Linked DNA regions of Rattus norvegicus: region 1 is linked to region 2. A link is a contact called in public Hi-C data. All regions are on one chromosome and are shown on one strand. The core of a region is the stretch at or near the end of the contact, and the rest is flanking DNA. Distances in the headings are between cores, read along the strand shown.

The links. A called contact is a pair of places that touch in the nucleus more often than the background predicts.
Region 1: a Hi-C map of mammary epithelial cells shows a contact between it and region 2, with 2.6 times the contacts expected there. The contact joins the promoter of Mical3 here to the enhancer-like site in region 2. A contact is called at or near these places in 7 of 12 Hi-C or Micro-C datasets (frontal cortex, kidney, liver and 3 more) and 1 of 1 datasets of contacts at active chromatin or transcription factors (oligodendrocytes).

The regions. Positions count from the first base shown.
Region 1 is chr4:156,002,246-156,009,254 of GRCr8, forward strand. Mical3 (microtubule associated monooxygenase, calponin and LIM domain containing 3) reads right to left here and starts at 2,993. Exons shown (of 32, transcript NM_001415882.1): 1 at 2,876-2,993. It overlaps LOC134486633 (a long non-coding RNA gene), which reads left to right and starts at 3,169. Exons shown (of 2, transcript XR_010065917.1): 1 at 3,169-3,492; 2 at 3,812-4,857.
Region 2 is chr4:155,928,801-155,935,887 of GRCr8, forward strand. Mical3 (microtubule associated monooxygenase, calponin and LIM domain containing 3) reads right to left here. Exons shown (of 32, transcript NM_001415882.1): 3 at 5,407-5,614; 4 at 3,444-3,560; 5 at 2,965-3,066; 6 at 2,283-2,438; 7 at 1,304-1,404. Among named protein-coding and RNA genes, the nearest start is that of Mical3, 73 kb to the right of the region's middle. Within about 2 kb of position 4,356, at least 19 of the 93 cell types and tissues checked have an H3K27ac peak or open chromatin away from gene starts, as enhancers often do.

The sequences.
Region 1 (7,009 bases), core at 1,743-4,242, 72 kb after region 2:
TTGTCAAAGAAAAAGAAGTGACCAAATCCAGAGTCTGCTTCTGTAAAAATGTCACACCCACTATCACGCAACATAAACAAACCAATGATGGTTCTTATTCTTCCAAGTACATTAGCTCTGATAGCCTTTTAATCTGCTCATACAACCAGTTGCAAGAAGGGAGGAGGCAAGCGGTGGCTCCTTGCCGAGCCCAGAGCAGAGTCCACGAAAGCTAAGCGGCTACTCCTGCCTGCTGGTCCAGCTTCAGTCATCCTGGCGACTTCTCAGATGTCAGTGTCGGAAAAAAAAAATCAAGTCATGATTCTAGTTCCACTTGGACATGTCAATCCGTGGAGTAAAATCCTCACCTATAAGAGCAATCAACAGATCGAAGAAAGCTCTCCTACCCAGTGGTAGCACCTCTTCTAGAATAGGCACCATCCTGCCTTTCACAGTGCAGCCCTAGATCTGGAGAGATGGCTCAGTGGTTAAGAGCACTATTCTTCCAGGAGCCTGAAGGTTCAGCACCCATGTCAGACAACTCACAATCATCCGTAGCTCCAGTTCCAGAGATCTGATGACCCCTCCTGACCTCCAAGGGAACCTGCACACATATGGGCACTCACAGACACACTCACATGCATACCTTTAAGTAAAAATAAACATATAAAGTGCAACATACTGCTGGGTAGGTACACTGGTCACACCTATGATCTCTGCGCTCATGACCGAGACGCAGGAGGATCAGGAGCTCACTTGCCACAAAGCATGATCAAGTTGGTCATCCTTGGCTACACAGGGAGTCCGAGGTTAGCCCAAAATATACAAGACCCCCTATGCGAAAAATAAATAAATAAATAAAAGGAGCCAGCCTGGGTTACTCAGCAAGTTCAGACTGGAATACACACAAAGAGATCCTATCTCTAAAGAAAACAACCACCAAGCCAGGCAGTGGTGGCGCAAGCCTTTAATTTCAGCACTCAGGAGGCAGAGGTGAGTGGATCTCCTTGAGTTCCAGGCCAGCTTGATCTACAGACTGGGTTCTAGGACAGGCAGGGCTACACAAAGAAAACCTGTCTTAAAAAATAAAAATAAAAAACAAAAGACAAACAAAACCAAGAAAATGCATGAGACAGGTGGAAAAAACCTCAATTTTCCTTGTTTAACTTCTCCCAATGCAGAAGTGTTTCCGTATACCCCCTACTAAAATGTCTAGGAAGCTAAAAAGTGGGAGGGGAAGAGCTGGCCTCCTAGTTAGGGGGAGGGGCACCAGAGGCCCAACTCCATCCCACTGTTCAAAGCACTTTTCCCACATTATTTCCAAAGCCCATTCTCTCTCCCACACCTAGAAACCTCACGATACAACCGGGTTTTAGCCTTTTCAAAAGTGAGCACTCTAGCTGAGGAACCTGGTCCAAGTTCTAAGCCATTCTTTGCAGAACCAGCTGAACTGTCTTAGCTATAATTCTGAAATCAACACGTGCTATTAGTACACCACTAAAAGACAGTCTAACACTTTTACAACCTCGAGCCTAAGAAAGGCTCACTGGAAGGCTAAAATAACTGACTTGAGTGCATGTGGCAATCAAATACGGAATTTATGATATTCTCTTCAAGGCCCTTGGGAGATGTGCTCACAGAAGGCGGCCTCAATGAGCAGCATCCTTTGTGGCTAGATCATAAGTGAACTTATTCCTGCTGGAACGGCAATCTGTAAGAGGTCTTTCTTCCTCATAAAATCTCACTCTCTCTCACCACCAACCTAAGCGACTGTGTCAAACACACTCGGATGCACTGGTATTCAAATGCTAGTCTCTCCTTCCACCCACGGCACACTTTAAATAAACAAAACAAACAAACAAAAGACCCCACAATCTCTAACGATCTCCATTGCTCAGCATTAATCCGTTTCACACAAGCCATAATTAATGCCTGAGTTAAACACCTAAATCAAAGCAATACGGATGTGGTGTGTATTCTTGGAAATAACTTTCTGTCTCCAGACTCGGGATGGGGGGAGGGGGGAGGGGTACAGAAAAAAGTCAGCCAAGATACAAAGCTGACCCACGCTCCCAATTGCGCCGAGGCTCCTGAAGGACCCCTTTTTCCCAGCAACAATTGTGAAAGAGCTGGATGATGCCGATGCTTGCCAAGCAGAGATACCAGAAACCTGCAATCGGCCATCACGCCGGCTGTCTGAAAACACCAGACAAGCCCATATCTGGGTAGGGCTCTCCAAGGTTATTCTTAAGCTGGTGATGTCTAGCGTGCCATGGGTACCTCCAACAGTGTTGTCACTTTGTAAGGCAGTTGGGGGGGGGGGGGCGCTGAGATAAGAAGCCTCCGTGGCTCCCGGTACCCGACTCAGTCTACCACCAGACGGAAATGTCAAGAGTTCTCTGTCATGGCCACCTGCCATAACAGCAACCTACACACTGCGCCTGCTGGGCTCCAGACTAGGGACAACGGGGAGCGCAGCCCCACTCCCCAGGACCCTACAAAGCCTCTTGGGGCACACCCAGTCCAAGCCGCTCAGTCCCTTTCCTACTAGCCAGACAGCTCTCTGGAGTTCTCCCAGGGCGCGACCTGACCTAGCACCCGACTCCTGGAGGTCAGGGACCCGGACACGGGCCCGGTAGAGCGGGAAGCGCACAGGGGCTTCCTCGCCAGAGCCACAGCTCCGCCAGCGTTCCGGACGCACGCGTCCACCAGAGGGAGGCACAAGGCACGGGGCGGGCCGGGACCCCGGAGCTGCCCCAGTGGGACGTGTCCAGCCACGCATCAGGGCGCCGCGGCCACCCGCGCCAAAGCCGCCCGTGGGCCAGCCGCCGATCCCCGGCACACCGAGGCGCAGCGTAGGCGGGATGTGGCTGCTCCCCGAGAGCACAGGGCTCACCTCTGCTTCATGCTGCTGTGTCCTCGTGGCCGGCGGGGCCACCCAGCCGCGCGCCGGGACACGCAGCCGCAGCCCCCGCGCGCTAGCCCGCAGCGTCCGGCGCGGCAGCAGCAGCACTAGCGGCGGCAGGAGCGGCGCCGCCGGGGCGGGGCCAGCACATGGGAGGGCGGGGGCTGCGGCCCTCTAGGCTGGACCACCGACCCCAACGGGGGCGCACTTTCTCAGTGCTCCCGCAGCTCACTCCTGCTCCTCGTTCTCTGAGACCCGGTTGTCACTCTAGGGTTGATCCTTTCATAATCTCACAGGTCACAAGCAGAAGGTAAAGAAATGCATAGCCGCCAGTCCCTCCTACTTGCTCTCTCCCCCCTCGGTATGGACCATATGGTATATTCCTGAAAGCCCAATGGTGTAGGAGAGGAACGAGGTGATTGGCTGGGAATCTTGGAAGGGGAGAGAAGCTACACAAAAGGGCCAACGGGATAACACCAGGGGCATATCAAAGCCGGCCAGACCCGCGACGGGAGGACATCCTTAAAGGGGACTTGTTTGTTGCCCTCAGAAGCTGCCACAAAAACAAAGCTAGAATTTTCTTCCTGATCTTATCCAGATGAGACAAAGTAGGGAAGTCTCCGACTTAGGGGGTAGTAGCTATCGAAAACTTCTGAGAATTGGGTCTATATGTCCATGTGACTTTGAATGGATAACTCCAACTCTCTGCCTCAGTTTCCTTTTTCAATCCGATGAGGTTATTAGACCACGCTTGACCTCTAGAAAGCCTTCCTCGTCTTTTTCGAGAGATTAATCTCTTCAGTTCCGGGCATCTTAAGGAACTGTGGTTGAAAGCAGGTAGACTTTCTACCAACACTTCTGTACAAACAGACTGAATAGTCTTTCAAGGTTTTTTCATATGTAAAGGAGCATTATTCTTCCTACCAGGGTGTGGAGATCATCCTACGTCTGCGTCTCCCAGAGTCAGAAGAAGCCTCAGTTAATTTCTTCACTGAACTGCCGGACTGTGCAGGATTCCAGTCTTCAACAAATCCCACGGGCTGAATAAGTCTGTTCCTGGCTGAAGTCTGTACAAACCACTCAACTATGCAGGGGTCCCCTTGCTTTTTGTTTTTTGGTTTTTGTTTTTTGTTTTTTTTTCCCCTTCAGTCACCTTCCATGTCTAGCTGAAGATCAACAAACGTCTCTAAAGGCCTGGTCATCTTCCCCTTAGTCCAGGAAGCCAGACTGGTTCAGACAAATTCCACTCCGTTTGCACGGAGTGTTGTGTGGCGCTGGAGGGCACGCGTGAAGGTCAGAGGACAACTTTTAGGAATCAGTTCTCTCCCGCCACGGGTTCTGGGAAATCAAATTCACAGGCCCTCCCTCTACTTTCAGAAAATTTCAGCTTGCACTCCTTGGCTTCCAAACCGTAAGATATTCCGGATGCTTTTCCTGAGAGTTCCTCTTGTAGCCAGACAACCCATCTTCCAAGCTATTGTCCAGGGACACGGAGAAAGTTCGAATCTGCTATGGAGCTCTTCTAACCTGTAGCTATTGACAACGGAGAGCTCCCATTTCTACCTTGTGCCCCTGTGACCCTAAATTTCTGTACTTTATGCCCCTACATGCACTCCTCTCTGTCCCCAGGATCCAGCAGCAGCTGCTGTCCGTGCTTATGAACTGTTATGATTTAGATAAGTAGTGTCCTTCAGAAAGGCTCATGGGTTTGATGCTCGGCCCCCAGCTGGCTTGCTATTTTGGGAGGTGCTGGAAACTTTAGGAGGTGGGGCCTGACGGGCTGAAGTAGGTCATTAGGAGTTATCTTGTCCCCTGGCCTCTTCCTGACTGTCCTTCTGCTTCCTATCCTCCACGAGGTCCGAGGCTTCCTACTGCCATGCTGTTCCTGCCGGATTCCTGTTGCTGGGGCCCCAAGTCAACAGAGCCGGGAACCGAAGATGGAAATCACGAATTAAAAGAATTCCTCCCTTAAACTGTTTAAGTCAGAGATGTTTCTCATAACTGTGAAGAAGCTGACTAAACACAGTATATCAGTTCTGTTGGGAGAGGGTTATGTGTGTCTTCTCATTACAACCTCAGATTAATGCTATGAAGGGCATTACTTCTATTCATAGCTGAGAGGGGAAAAGCGTGTGAAGAAGCTAATCTGTACAAGGGCCCAGACAAAGAGGCCTGGCCCTAGGACCACCCTATAATCCTGCTGTACAGCACTGTGCCGGGGGTGGGGAGGATTTTTGTTTTGTTTGTTAGCCTGATGTGTGCCAGGGGTGTTTGGGAAGAGGGAGTCTCCACTGAGGAATTACCTCCCATCAGATTGACCTGTAGGCTACTTCCTGAGGCATTTTCTTGATCAACAATTGCTATGAGGGCCAAGGCAATTGTGGGCAGTGCCACCCCTGGGCAGGTGGTCCTGGGGTGTGTAAGAAAGCAGGCTGAGCAACACGGAGACAAGCCAGTAAGCAGGGCCCCTCCATGGCCTCTGCATCAGCCCCTGCCCTGACTTCCCTTCATGGTGGACCACACCTAGAAGCTGAGATAAACACTTTCCTCAAAGTTGCTTTTGGTCACGATGTTTTATCACAGAGGTCACAAGCAAACTGTGACAAATGCTGTCTCCTAGTTTTCATAAATCTACTCCATGTCAATAAAAGATGAAGTCAGGCTGGGGGCCCTGTGGTAGAGTGAGCTTTAGCTTGCTTGAAACCTCAGGTTTGATCTTCAGCAAAGGAAAGGGAAAGGGAGAGAAAAGAAAAAGAGAAAAGGAAGCAAAGGTGGGAAAAGGAGAAGAGAGGGGAGGAGGAGTGGAGAGGAGAGAGGAGGGGAGAGCAGAGGAAGGGAGGAAAGGAGAGGGGAAGGAAGGAGGGGAAAGAGGAGGGGAGGGGAGGGGGACCAGAGGAGAGGAAAGGAGAGCAGAAAAAAGGAGCAGGGGAAGGGAGAGCAGAGCAGGAGAGGGGAGAGCAGGGGAGGGGAGAGCAGAGCAGAGTAAGGGAGGGGAGAGCAGAGCAGGGGAGGGGAAAGCAGAGCAGGGGAGGGGAGAGCAGAGCAGGGGAGGGGAGAGCAGAGCAGGGAGAGGAGAGCAGAGCAGGGGAGGGGAGAGCAGAGCAGAGCAGGGGAGGGGAGAGCAGAGCAGGGGAGGGGAGAGCAGAGCAGGGGAGGGGAGAGCAGAGCAGGGGAGGGGAGAGCAGAGCAGGGGAGGGGAGGGGAGAGCAGGGGAGGGGAAAGCAGAGCAGGAGAGGGGAGAGCAGGGGAGGGAAGAGCAGAGCAGGGGAGGGGAGAATAGAGCAGGAGAGGGGAGAGCAGGGGAGGGAAGAGCAGAGCAGGGGAGGGGAGAGCAGAGCAGGGAGAGGAGAGCAGAGCAGGGGAGGGGAGAGTAGAGCAGAGAGAGGAGAGCAGGGGAGGGGAAAGCAGAGCAGGGGAGGGGAGAGCAGAGCAGAGGAGGGCAGGGGAGGGGAGAGCAGAGCAGGGGAGGGCAGGGGAGGGGAGGGCAGGGGAGGGGAGGGCAGAGCAGGGAGAATAGAGCAGAGCAGGGGAGGGGAGAGCAGAGCAGGGAGAATAGAGCAGAGCAGGGGAGGGGAGAGCAGAGCAGGGAGAATAGAGCAGAGCAGGGGAGGGGAGAGCAGAGCAGGGAGAATAGAGCAGAGCAGGGGAGGGGAGGAGAGAGCAGAGCAGGGAGAATAGAGCAGAGCAGGGGAGGGGAGGAGAGAGATAATTTCAAAACAGTTTCTATGCTTGCAATGTCATCAAAACAAGACTGTGTGGAGGACTGGCAAAAGTTTGTCTACACAAGGAAGAAAGAAACCACAGCTCACGAAGCACAGCAGCTTGGCCAAGGTTAAGAAGGCTGTCTACTTGGGAGGCAGAGGCAGGAGGATTGCAAGTCCCAGGTCAGACTGGTGTACATTCCGAGATCCTGCCTGAGACAAACCAGAGCTTTGGGCCCTAACTCGGTGGCAGAATAATCACATAGCATATGAATTGCCTTGGGTTCTGTCCCTGAGGCCTCCAAAAATAAATGGAGCCCGGTTTTCCAAAGCATACGCCCTGTCCACTGCAATCTCCCACTCCCTCACAGTCCTTTTACAACATGTAACAAGTCGGCAGCAGGCGTAAGCAGCAAGCAAGGAG
Region 2 (7,087 bases), core at 3,106-5,605:
ATAATGAAGTAGCTGTGTGAAGCTTTTGTTTGGCAGGGTACTCCGTACCAAGAGCCTTGTCTTGCTGCTCCCTACGTACCACGGGGGTTACCATGCTGAGACGCAGACACAACGCTCGCTCGAGTGGAAAGGAGACTTTGTGTCGAAAGCGCGTGCTTGTCAGCCCTCTCTCCAGTCTGCTCTAGATAAAGCGGTAGTGTGACTCATTCTAAGAGGCCTGATGTGCCACCATCCTGCAGACACAAAGGGCTCCCTAAGAATCAGCTCTGAGGCTGGTGGGAACTGCACGGGGCCAGGTCAGCACATTTGAGGCCTCTTCTATCCACTCATTGCGTGGAGACGGTCCTTTCTCACATCCCGATCTGTGAGAGCAAGTGAGAGACAGCCACGGTCCTTACGGAACCAGCCTGTGATGTAGGTTTCACATCTTCAGCTCGGGGCATATCATACAATTCATCACCCGGAAAAGGGGCCGAGCTGGAACTGGCTAAGGGCAGACACCAGGCCTTTGCTGTCAACTAGAAAAAGCCTTGAATATACCCCAATCTGCTCAGGTCAGTGTTCTCTGGACCTCTAGTACCTACATTTGAGCCAAAACCAAGTCTCTGTCAGGATGTTGTAAACTCCAAGTGTTGCTTCTTGATTCAACACTCAGCCCTCCAAAAGAGGACCTACTAAGGCAGGGCCTGGTTGGGCTGGCATACAGTCTTAGCTACTCAGAGGCTACATGTTCAAGGCTTGCCTGGGCTACGGAGCTATTTCAAGGCCAGACAGAGCCACTTACTTAGTAAGAGCTTGTCTCAAAACAAATAGTTCTTTTATAAGAAGAGTCTAGGAAGGTAGCTCGTGGCAGAGGTTCTTGGCTAGCAATGTGAAAGACTTGGTTATGCGATTGGCTATAACTGTACATCAGGTTACCTAAAGTCAAACGGGCTAATTATACATGACATGAAAGTTTCCTGCTGTTTTAAAACAGTCTCCAAGCAGGAGAGGGCAGAGAGGAAGAGGTTGGGCTTATTCAAAAAATATTGGCCATGTTGGTAACCGTCAGAGCCAATCATAATCATGGCCACGAAGGCCCTTTCTACTCTCCTCCTCCTGTTTATAGTTTCAGCTCTTCATAATAAGAATACTTCTAAGTTAAACTAATAAGGAGCGTCGGTTTCCAGATGTGTTCAGTGCCATTTTTATTCCCTTACAGGGGAAGAAAGAAAAAAAAAACCCATCAGAATATAAATTTCTTCTCGTGATCATATCAAGAAGTCCAACAAAAAATGGTGCCCGAAAGGAATCCATTGCTCACATGCAGTATCACCCCTTTGTCCAGCAAACTCTGCTTTTTGGCCGTCATGACAAAGTAGTGCGTGTCATCTTTGTAGTAGACGATGTTCTCTAAGTCGATACCTGCAACCAGAAGATAGACGTGTGAGAATTCACGGGGACTGGAGCGTCAGGAGATCCGTACAACGCTGGGCCTGGGTCTCTCGGAAAGGGCTGCAGAGCACCAGGCAAGAAAGCCGTCCAGGCTCAGACCCTCACTTCCTGCATGGAACTTCTTTTATGCTGTCCAATAACTCACTACGTATCGATGATGACCATTAGTGAACAAAAACACCAGGATGGGAAAAGCACGACAAACGAGAGGCCGATCTCCAAGGGGGGAGGATGGGTTGTTTAACCAGGTGAAGCCTCTGTGATAATCAAGGGTGCTTGAGGAAGTTCCTAGATTTCTAACAGGATAGACGCCTAAATTCAGACGGACAAATAATGAATTTTTATTCAGTTAACCTGAAAGATACATTGAATGGAAAGAAACCAAGCTCTAGAAAACAGAAAGAAGATACTTTTCTGTTTTACTGCAGCAAAAAATCTCTATCTACAGCTAACTGAATCCATGAGAAAACAGTCACCCATTCCTGACTAGCAATGGTTGCTGGTGATGACCTCAGGGAAGGCCAACAGTGATACCAAAGGTCAGGCCGTCAACACAACCAGAGCTGCCAGTGAGCAGCCTGCCCATCCAGCAGGAACCATACATCCTGGCTTGTGTGGTAGGTAGGGGGAAGGGGCTGGGGATGAGTTGGCAGAAGGCAAAACAAACAAAATCAATTCCAGAGCGGCCCGGTCACTGTGCTGAGGACTAACACAGGGCGGCAGTAGTATGGAAGCGTGCTAAAAGCCAGGGCAGGCACCACTAAAGAACAGCCCACAAAAGACCCAGCCGTGACATCCAAGGACACCCACGCCCACAACCCCTGGGCTCTGGAGGCACTGACACCAACCTGTGGCTTCTCTCAGCTCTTGGAAAAACTTTTGGTTAAATATAAAAGCCACCCCACTGATCTCCTCCACTTTGGCCTCTGCGGTTGTGTTGCGGTTGATAAAATTAGCCGTAATGGCGATGGCTAGCTTGCCACGGAATTCTTTTCGACGAAATCCTACAGGGAGAGACAGAAGGGATTCGGTCTTCGAATGAGAGAATATGGGGGGCCAGAGTCAGGGAAAAGTAGGCCGCTCACCTAACGGGAATGAAACAACACATGCAGTAAGTCCCACCCATTATCAGGAACAATGTGAAATCCACACAGGAAGTCCCTCCCATTATCATAGACAACAGGTAATCCACACAGGAAGTCCCTCCCATTATCAGGAACAATGTGAAATCCACACAGGAAGGCCTGCCCATTATTAGGGACAACATGAAATCCAAACGACCAGATTATTACTCAGTACTAAAGGTTACCCTTAACGTGGCGGGGTGCTGTGTGCCAGTCACATCTGTGCATACACTAAAAGCTGTAGCACGGACATCTTTAAGCTCATGTCCTAGTGTCCTGTGGGAAATACCCTTGCAGGCACTGACTGGGCAACATGCTTGCAATTTCTTAGGGGTGTGGTCTCTAGGACGGGTAAGCCTCCAATCTGTGAAAAGCCAGGCAAAGGAGAGTAGGCAAAAGCCAGTACCTTCCAACGTGTTCCTACGTCCATCCCCACCGATGATCACTTCAAATTCATATTCTGATACAGGATGAGTTTTGGGGTGCACCAATGCTCGCCACCCTATCCCTGTGGACCAAAGCAAAATGAAGGTCATAACCAAGGCTAGGTCATACCCAGACACCAAGACTTCACCAAATTCCAACCCACGGTACTTACTACGTGAAACAGAACAAGGGGCAGCCTCAGGCAGAAAACTGTGACAAGAGCTCACAAAGACTTTCCTTACCTTCGAATTTTTTATAATACAAATGCCCGCCACACCCAATACTGTGCCAAAGGCCTCTTAGGTAACCCAAAAGTCCAGAAAAGCCCAGGCTGCCTGAACAAAGACCCTTTTAGTCAGTGCTGAAACCACCTGCAAGTCCTTCTGGCTCCTCCCATGATCTCAGCTATGCTCACCCACTCAGTGTCCCCCAACCCCCACCCCGTCCAGTGGGACCCACGTTCGTTCTCTTGGTCCTCGGGAGGCTGGACAAGTCCTTGGAATTCCACATTGACATGAATTTCAATGCCCAAGATCAAGGCTACCTTCAGGAGGATTAGCTGGAGCTGACGGATACCTAGGAAAACACAGAGATCTCGAAGGTGAGGGCAAGGGGATGGGGAGGGGAGAGCCCTGTGATGCTTACCCTAAGGCACCCACCCATCCACCTCCGCTTAGGTTCCCAAAGGCTGGCACAGCAGAGACATGGCTCACAAGTTCTCATTTCTTTCTCCACACCGTAAACATCAAACAGTGGGAGAAACATTCTGGATACACTACGCCACCCCGCTTCAGGAGCTGGGTATTCTGAACATCCTGACGCGACTACAGAGACGGCACAGAACTGTGGCCAAGGAGAATCACACTTCTATTTCCTGGGTCCAGTGAGAGCCACTGTTATAGCGGTGTCCACGGACTTCAGAGGCACCTTAGTACTGCAAGCCACAGGAGAGGTGTGCCACGGGTAAGATGCTAGTGTCTGCCTTCTGACCTCACACCAGATGCACAAAAGAAATCACAACCCCACCCTGTGACTTACACCAGTGACTTACAGTTATGGAGACTGAGGACCAAAGGGACTGACACTCTTGTTCATTGTTACAGTAATAAACATAATTGGTGTCTAATGGGTCCCTACCAGATCTGGAATCAATACCCGGTAACGGAGGGACAGAAATCCTGTCCCTGATCTGAGATACTGTCTGCCCTAAAATAAATCTGGCCACGGATAAGGACTACAAATCCAATGAGTCAACCACCCTTGGTCCTCTCTTAAGGCCAACTTTACCTGCAGCCTGTGACTAACGAGCTAGGAGCACTTGCCAATCCCCTGCTAAGTCACCCTGGTTACTATTCTCCTCAGCTGACCATATCCTGGCCCTTCTGAGTCACACTCCCAAAGGCCGGCTGAGACCCGAGCCAGCACACACTTTATTTCTGTAGACAACTGTGGGTTCTGAGACGCTTTACAAATTACAGCCTGGCAGATGGGCTGAGCGCTCCTTCTTGCCAGTGGAATGTGGCAGCCGCCAGCTAGTGTTGGATAAATCGGTGTGACCACTTCAAACGGCAAAAAAGGTCTAATGGCTGAGTGTATTTCCAGGTCACATATGGAGGAGCTCAGAACAAATGCTCCTTACTGACATTTCCCTGACTAATTGATGACAGGAAAAAGATTTTTTTCTAGCTTGATGAGACTGATGCTGTTCCAAACTGGTTTCAGTTTGAGCACTTGCAGTCACGAAAACAGGACCATCTTAGACAAACACAAGGTCCTGAGTTCACTCGTCACACAGACTCGCACTGTGGACCTGGCACATGTGTCCAGGCCAGGACTCTCAATTTTATGTGTATGGTTTCCCAGGTCTGTCCCCATGGCATTGTTTGCCTGCTCTGTGTCCCCATGGCACTGTAGAGGGTGTGCAGGATCACAATGTAACCCCAAAGCCTGTGCACTTCTTCCTCTGAACTAAGAGCCATCAGAGGGTCAAATCCACACTGTCCACCTTATTCTCAATGTCCGCCCTTCCCCTCCACTGCATTGCATATACCGTGGGTACTCAGCAAGAGCCCAAGACCCAGCCAAATATCTGTAGTTTCTCTGTGTAGTCCTGACTGTCTTGGAAGAATTCTTAACAGGATTCTTATTATAAAAAGTAGAACAGGCTGGCCTTCAACTCAGAATCTGTCTGTATCTGCCTCCTGAGAGCTGGGATTATTAAAAGCATGAGCCACGATATCTGGCCCCAACTACAGATTCTTTAAATCAAATTTTAACTCCTTCTTGACAAGAGTTTTTCTTAACCCCACTTGGGGTTAAGAAGCCAGGTTATAGACAAAGATGGCAGGTGGGAATTCCGGATGGGCGGAATCCCTCATCTAACTCCTGAACAAGGGAAGCAGGAAGAGCTGCTGTTACTCACTGATGTGGTCGATGGCTCCGGCACAGAACTTGCCGTAGAATTTCTTGGCGCCCAGACCTCGAAGATCATGTATGGTGAAAGGCCAGAGATGTAAGACATTGTTGCGGGAGAAGGCATCTCGCTTTTCAATAACCACCACCTTGGCTCCCAACAAGGACAGGTCGATGGCCGTGCGGAGACCACAGGGGCCAGCTCCAATGATGAGACACTGAAAGATACAGGCACTTTAAGGGCCAAGGCCACGCCTCCCAAATCCCACTCCTCATAGCATTTACTCTGAGGGCCAAACTCCAGGACCAAGACATGGGATGCCTGCCTGGGACCGCAGAGTTCTTGCAGTGGCTAGGAGGATGAGCTCATGATAGCTGGGTAGGGAAGACTGAAACGTGGCTTGTCTACTTCAAGCAGCTTAGAGAATCCATAGATTCATCAGCAAGACTTAAACGGATCATCATCTACAAACAGTATGAAAATCACATCTTGTCTTTCATCAAGTCAGGACCCTTAGGAAGTCTCTAAGGTGGCTGCTGCCAAAGGAAAGAGTATTGGCTACATCCGGGCAACTGAGTCTGGGTCTACCACGTATATCGCTCCCAGGAGACAACCTTTAATACTCAAAAGCTCATATACAGAAAATATTTTTGTTTTTCAAAGATTGTATGTATGTATGTATGTATGTATGTATGTATGTATGTATGTATGTATGTATGTAATCTATCTATCCATTCACCATCCATCCATCCATCCATCCATCCATCCATCCATCCATCCATCCAATGTGTGTCTGCAAGCCAGAGTATATGTACACCATCTGTTTAACTCCTTTAGTAGGGGTCAGAGGCATCAGATGCCCACTGAGTGTTTTGTTTTAAAGTACATTTAGAGTGTGTATGTGTGTGTGTGTGTGTGTGTGTGTGTGTGTGTGTGTGAGAGCGCGTGTGTGCGCGTGTGTGAGCGTGTGTGATTTTTGAGAGAGGAGGGGATGCTGAGACGGGGGCCCAGAGCCTGAGAAGCAAGTGATCTTCCTCTGAGCTCCCCTTATTTTAAGTTAACGTGTAGTCGTTTGTGAAAACCAGGCCTTCAGATCTGACATTTCTCTATGGGATGGGTCGCTAGGTGTCCCACAGGGTAAATTAAAAGTCATGAAAAGCCAAGATAATAGCCCTGAAGCCACTGGGAATTTGTTTACTAACTTTCCCTAAACTTCTCCCAAAAGGATTTCTTCTGAGAAGAAGGCAGGGAACACCTCTCTCTCTCCCTCACTTCCTCACTCCAACCCTAGCTCAGGTGAGTACATCTCTCAGGTCTCTGTCCAGAGCTGTTTCCTGGGAACCAACTTCTCCATGCTGGAAGGACAGCATTAGAAATCCTTCGGTTCACAGGGTCCTTGCTTGGGAGTTACAGCAGACCTTGTGACAGGTGCTGAACACGGAAAGAGGATGGGCCAGGAACCATGAAGTCAAGGATGCTCACGTTGGCCTGGCTATGTTCCTGGTAAGCAACCTGTATTCCCCTACCAGTGTAAGGCTAGGGCGAGGCATCAGAAAAATAAAGTTACTACCCTCAAACTTTGACCATTCAATAAGTGACTCCGTGAAATACGCTCAGAATCAGGTCTGATGGGCAGAAGGAATCCCTTCAGGGCCGACTGAGGCCTGGCTCCCCTCCCAGACCCTCCCTA